Linked DNA regions of Rattus norvegicus: region 1 is linked to region 2. The links are chromatin contacts, called in public Hi-C maps. All regions are on one chromosome and are shown on one strand. The core of a region is the stretch at or near the end of the contact, and the rest is flanking DNA. Distances in the headings are between cores, read along the strand shown. Region 1 has its middle 43 kb from the start of Skil. Region 2 holds the start of Skil (SKI-like proto-oncogene).

What was found. A called contact is a pair of places that touch in the nucleus more often than the background predicts.
Region 1: a Hi-C map of Schwann cells shows a contact between it and region 2, with 1.8 times the contacts expected there. The contact joins the enhancer-like site here to the promoter of Skil in region 2. A contact is called at or near these places in 4 of 12 Hi-C or Micro-C datasets (Schwann cells, liver and mammary epithelial cells) and 1 of 1 datasets of contacts at active chromatin or transcription factors (oligodendrocytes).

The regions. Positions count from the first base shown.
Region 1 is chr2:114,244,683-114,247,996 of GRCr8, forward strand. No RefSeq gene overlaps it. Among named protein-coding and RNA genes, the nearest start is that of Skil, 43 kb to the left of the region's middle. Within about 2 kb of position 1,774, at least 20 of the 93 cell types and tissues checked have an H3K27ac peak or open chromatin away from gene starts, as enhancers often do. A contact at or near this core is called in Schwann cells and liver, where this site is marked.
Region 2 is chr2:114,201,597-114,204,877 of GRCr8, forward strand. Skil (SKI-like proto-oncogene) reads right to left here and starts at 1,976. Exons shown (of 7, transcript NM_001398590.1): 1 at 1,929-1,976; 2 at 1-375.

The DNA.
Region 1 (3,314 bases), core at 524-3,023, 43 kb after region 2:
GGCTGTGAACGGCCATGAGCCACCATGAGGGTGCCGGGAACTGAACCCAGGTCCTCTGTAAGAGCAATGAGTGCTCTTGATCATCTCTCCAGCTCAAACCTCATTGTTCCTCTTAGGCTGTTTGGTTGTTTTGGGGTTTTTTTTTTTACACCTATCAGTCCCAGGGATTCAAACTAGAGCCTCATGCAACCTATGGCCCTAGTTAAAATCATGTTTGCAAGGGACAATCTAAATGTCTTAATTATAGATTAAATCAATAAAGGACACCGCTTTAATGTCCTGTAACATTTGATACAGAAATAACTAAATTCCTGTGCATATTAATAACCATGTCAGCTTTAATTTTACTTGTATTTATTTCTATTTATTTGAGACAGGCTCTCCTTTAATGCAGACCGGGATTAGAGGTACCTGTCATGGCTGCCTCTGCTTTTAGTCTCACTATCAACTAGAAGTATTCTTCACAGGAGAAATGTGGCCTAATTAAACCCTCACATATATTTCCTCACTGCCTGACACAAAGGAGGTTCTCAGTCGCAGTCCATAAACATAGAAGTTACAGTACCTACAGAGGGAAAGAATCCTACTTAAGCCAAACTCCCAAATAACGCAGCTTTCACTCTGAAGAACAATTTGAATAATATGTTGACTTGATTAAAATCGAGACACAGGGGTTGGGGATTTACCTCAGTGGTAGAGCGCTTGCCTAGCAAGCGCAAGGCCCTGGGTTCGGTCCCCAGCTCCGAAAAAAAGAAAAAAGAAAAAATCGAGACACAGATGAACCCCAATAAAATCTTGAACTTCTTGGTCACTGGGTGCTTGCTGGTAAGACTGCTTCTGCAGGATATCTCTGACCATCCTTAGGCAAGAGACTGACCCCTGGTGGTGAAGCATAGCATCATCACTCAGCCAACCAAGACCAAAATTGTCAGCCCCACTTCCGATCTCCCACAAGCGCAAACCACACTGCGAGCTAGGGAGAGACCATTTTAACCCAGGAAATCTACATAAGCACATGCGTATGCTTTTTTTTTTTTTTAATTCTAAGCCAACTTTTTCTGAAATACAGTTGTTCATAATATCAAACAGAAATTTCCTTAAAATTGCACTTTTCCAACTCCTGTAGAACTATGGTGCCTCCACTCGGCTTGCACCGCCACAGTGGAGTTCCGATTTACACACCCGCCCCTCCCTCCGCATACACACACACCAGAACCCCGGGAACCCTGCTGCTGCTGCTGCTGCTGCTGCTGCTGCTGCTGCTGCTGAGAAAAAAGTTCTCACTCTCCCCTCCCTACACAGTGCAACACGGAACCTGCTGAGAGCCGAGGGATCTTCCACCTTTCTGCTCAGCGCAGCCGTGCCAGCAACTCTCTCCGTAAATGTATCTGCTCTCTACTCTCCATCTTGGCTGAGAAGCTTCTTTTTCCTACTGGGCAGCAGTTAATGTGAACTCCAAATCCATCATGCTAAGAATAAACAATAGGTGTGCTCAGCCATACGAATTTGACATCTATCCCGAGGATGAGCAAACACCTTAGAAGAGGACGTAAAGCCAGGGGATGGGGAGGAGAGCTGCGAAACGCTGTCTTTTGAACGTGACCGGGCTATTGTACCCATGCGCCCGGCTGCTGTGGTTGCCTGCCTGTACGAGTTGCACAAAATGAAGCCAAATTCCAAAATGAATTGAAGGCGCGGGTGGGGAGGTAGGGGGTTGGGGACGGACTAAAGGACTCACTCCTAGGGGAGGAGTTACTGGCAGCTGAGGGAAGTGGGGGCGGGGCGGGCGTGTCATCTTTCTTAAGGAGACTACGGGTAGGTTGCTCTGTGCTCCTGTGGAAGGCTCCGCAGCGTGCGCACATGGGCAGCTCTGATTGGCTGTGAGTTATGAAGACAAAACAACTGTCTGCTTCGAGGAGGGGGAGGGTCTAGAGCTGAAATGAAGAATGTTGGGTGGATGACCAAATACATTGTATACATGCACGAAATTCTCAAATAAAAACATATTTCAGAATCTTCCAATCAACGCTTGAATTATACTCTTAAGCTTAAAATAAGGAAAGTTTAGAAAAACATCAAGGCTGACATACTGTTTCTCAGCCCTTGCCTTGTATGTATGAAGCTGTGGGCCCAATCCTTAACAAAAACCAAAACCAAACCAAACAGTAAAACGGAGCCAAACCAGCCACAAATACAGATCCTTCGGTTCACGGAAACATCTGTGCTAAGTAAAACCTCAGTGATGAGAAAAATTGCTCACATTTTCTAGGATACAGCTCAGAATTAAGAAGCAAGCCCTGGTTTCGAGCCCCCTCCGACTCTGACTCTGGCTTTCCACCCTCCCTCCTTCCCTCTCTCTTTCTGTATTGAGTCCATTAAAATGTAAAGTTAAGGAGCTGGGGAAAATAGCCGTACAGCTATGCCTGAGTTTGATAAACATGCAGGGCAGGTGGTATGTGTCTGTGATCCCAGCTCGGGGAGATGGAGACAGGATGATCTTTGGGACTCACTGGCCAACTAGACCAGGCTACTCTAGTTTAACAACAAAAATAACAAACAAAAGATGGACCACTTGAGGCCGCCTGAGGCCCATGTACCCACAAGCACACCCAAAATTCCAAAGTTATGTTTCTGTAATATACATTTTATTCCTAAGTGTTAATATAAAGTCAGAAAACTACTCACAAACAGAAAGTTCTTATAACATTTTTCTTTAAAAACATATTTGTTATATATGAGTGCACTGTAGCTGTCTTCAGATGCAACCAGAAGAGGGCATCGGATCCCATTACAGATGGTTGTGAGCCACCATGTGGTTGCTAGGGTTTGAACTCAGGACCTCTGGAAGAGCAGCCAGTGCTCCTAACCATTGAGCCATCTCTCCACCCATAAAAATTTTCAAATTGTTATTTATCAGGAGACAGTGCTGTTGCACTTGTGTGGCAGTCAAAGGACAACTTTCAGGAGTGGCTTCTCTATTTCTACCACGTGGGTCCCAGGGACCCCATTTATGTTGTCAGGACTGCTGACAAGGGCCTGCACTACTGAACCATCTCGCCCCCAACTTTCTTTCAAGACAAGCTTTGATCATGTTAATCTGGAATTCTCAGTACAGCCAAGGAGGATCTTGAACTCCTGATCCTCTGGTCCCCCATGTTAGGAGGTGGGATTTTGTGTTTGCCACCATACCCAACTGGTGTTAAGAGTTAAATCTAGCCCTGTGGTCCTAGCCATGCCTCCCTTATTTATTTTAAACCACATTACAGAACACTCTGCAAATAAAATACACCGTATGCTGAAACTAACTAGACCCA
Region 2 (3,281 bases), core at 726-3,225:
TAAAATAAAGCTAATTCCTCAGTTCAAGAAGTCCAAAGTTTGGTATAGTGGTTGAGTTTGGTTGGTTTTGTTCTTTAAGCAAAGCATGTGGAAAGTTTATGCCATGACTGTATCCTGAAACTACACCCAAACACGAGTTACAATGATGCAATGGTTTTAGTTTTTGCCAAGAACACCAAAAAAGAAGAGGCAGGTATCCTCACTGAAAATGGTGGTCTGTGGCTCTGTGCTGACAAACTGAAGACTTGTCTAAATCTCCACACAGCAGGAGCCTGGCTCCACCTGAACTTTTATAATTAGCAATATACATACACTAAGTAAAAAAGCTGCCCAGTTTATCTTCAGGGATTACAGTTCATTCTTCTTTTAATTGATCTGGAAGAGAAAGGGGTGGGGAGAGTTACATTTGAATTAGCTCCAGAGGCCAAAGGGTCTGTTTAAAACCAGTTTCTTAATCTTAAACTCAGTTCACTTTGCCAAAGGTAACACTTGGGTGGTTTCTTCCAACCTAACACCAGTTATCTAAAAGAAACTTCATCTAAATAGGAAGCAGTCCAGACCGTGGGTAACAGGAGCATTAAATAATATCTCTCCAAACAAGGAAGAGTACACAAATTTAGAATACGGATAACCAAAACGCAGTAGCAGAGGCTTTCTCAACTATGCATGCCATTTAAATTTTAAAAAGTAATCCTTTCTCTTCAGAAAAAAGAACCCTGTAGTTTCTGCTCTCCCCCCACCCCGCAAAAGATACATGTTAATATACCTACCATATGTAATTAAGTCTCAAGCAGATTAATTCATCTAGTCAATATATACTATCTTTTTAAATTGAAGAAGAAGAAAAACTTTCCCTTTAAAAGGTTAGCGAATTTGCTTAATGGAAGCCAAAAGCTGTAAGACTCCATGCCTGGAAATCTCCATCCTTTAGCAAGACTAATCCGGGACAAAAAGCACAAGGCAGACAGACCTCACAAAGAATGCAAATGGAGGCAGAGTGGCGAAAAAGAGTATTCATCCACTTCCCTCCCTGGAGAAAACCCAATAAAAGCCGATAAATAAAAACCTTTGCTTCTAAACTCCCAGCAATTTATGTTAACACAAACCCAGAGAATTACGGACGAAAGCCACCTAGCCACCGTACTGTGACTTTCGCCACTACAGGGACACCTCAGCCAAGGCGAGCCAAGGAAAAGGGCAGGAGGCATGACCTAGACCAGGGGCGCCCCCGCAGCCCTGCGCACACGCAGAGACACCCACTCATCATCAACCCGAAGGACCGGGAAGCAGAGGACTCCCGACGTCTGGTGAGGTGAGAGGGGGCAGAGGAAGTAGGAGTCCTCCCAACCCCCACCTCTGTGACCGGGATCACCCTAAGTGCCCTCCCCACATCGCCCCACTGCGGGGGCCGCCGGTGGAAATCCCCCACGCACTCGGTCCGCGGGAAGTTCTCTGGGGTTACCTCTGCGCCCCAGGGCTGCGCCTCCCCACCACTGACCCACCCTGAGCCGTAACACCCAGAGGGGCGCAGGCAGGTTGGGCGCCAAGCCCGGAAGCCTGCGTCGCTGGACGCTCAGAGATGGGGCCAGCCCGAGGCATCCCCGCCGAGCGCAGACGGCCGGGGGATGGCGGCGATGACCGGTGTCCAGGTCTCCCGGGTCCCGGCGGCTCGGGTCAAGTGCACCGCCATCCCCTCCCAGCCGACCCGTCCTAGAATCTGCGAGGCCTGTACACCCGTGGGACCCCCGCCGCGCGCCCTGTGCCCTCGACCCCGCCCGGGACCCCACGCATCCCGGACGCCCCACTCAGGCCCTCGGCGCCCGGACAGCCCCACGGGCTCTGTGGCCTCCCCATAACCCCCCCGCCGCCGCCTCAGCGCCCCCAGAGGCCGCACGCCCCTCACGTCCCCTCGCGACCTGCGGCCGCACCTGTGCCCGCCGTCGCCGTCGCCGTCGCTCGCCCGCCGCCTTCGCTGTGCCGGCGCCGCTCCGAACCCCACACACATCGCTACACACAGCCTCTGACGTCACCCGGCCCGCGGCCCGCCCACGTCACTGCGGAGACACGGCTTCCCGCAGACGCCGCCGCCGTCTCCGGCCGCCCGGGGGACAGCGAGGGCGGCGGGCGGGGGAGGGGAGGGAACTAAGCCAGCGGCGCCGCGCGGCCCCGCGCCAGCCAGTCCCTCGAGCGCGCGCGCCGTCTGCCCTATTGTGGCTCCTCGCGGTCTGCGCGCTTCAGGCTGCGCGCGCCTCTCCGGCCCTGGCCGGGGCGCGCGCCTGGTGCCTCCGCCGCGCACGCGCGTGCGCCGGTCTCCCGCTCCCCCGCCCCCTCCCGCGCGTGCCCCGCGCTGCTGGCTGGCCCGGCGCGCCGTCTGGGCGGCTGGCGCACGGCACTGTCTGCGGTGCCCGGCGCAGACAGGATGTTCCCTCGGCCCCACCCCCGCCGCCCTCCTTCCTTCCTCGAGTCGCCCAGCCGGCTGTCTGGGGCCGCCCCCGCCACGCCCGCCGCCGTGTGGTGACGGGCCAGACCTGGGGGCGCCCTGGCCGCTGGGCCGCCGCGCGGCAAGGCGGGGGTGAGAAGGCGGAGAGGGGGTAGGGCGCGGCGGGCTGCACTGTGCGCGACCCCGGCAGCTGGCCGCGCCCGAGGTCAGACTCGGCCAACAGCCCCCCACCCCCGCGGCCGCAGCTGGCCGCCTGGCCCCGCCCCGGAGGTAGCCTGCGGGTGGCTCCCCGCCGCGACCCCCGGGCTGAGCCCGCCGCGCAGACGCCCCCGCGCTGCCACCCTCCCCGTTCAGCGCTGCCACCTGCCCCCGTGCTCCCCCCGCGCTCCCTCCCCCAGCTCTCCCCCCCCCCGCCGGCGCGCAGACGTCGCGGGGCCTCTCGCCCCCGTGGGGCCTCCCGCCGCGGCCGCCCTGCCAGCTGCTGGCGATCAGCCCCGCCTGGCCGCGCTGGGGTGGCCTCACCCGGTCGCCTCCCGGGCCGCCATCGCCCGGGAGGCGGAGGTTTCAGCACCGCCGGGGCAGACCTTGCTGCCCCAGCTGCTCTCGTCCTCCATAAAGTGACCGGTTCTAATTCACTAAGCACTTTGGTTGGGGTTTTCGGGCTTTTCCTTTTTTTTTTTTTTTTTTCTTTTTTCTTTTTCTTTTTTTTTTTCCAGAGACGGTAAGAGGTGGGGGAAGATAACCACTTTCGGCTGCCACCTCGAACCGCCGGCGGGGGTGGATGAGGGGACTTCCTAGCCAACGTACCCAGGATAGCTCGAATATTCAACTCTGTGAAGCT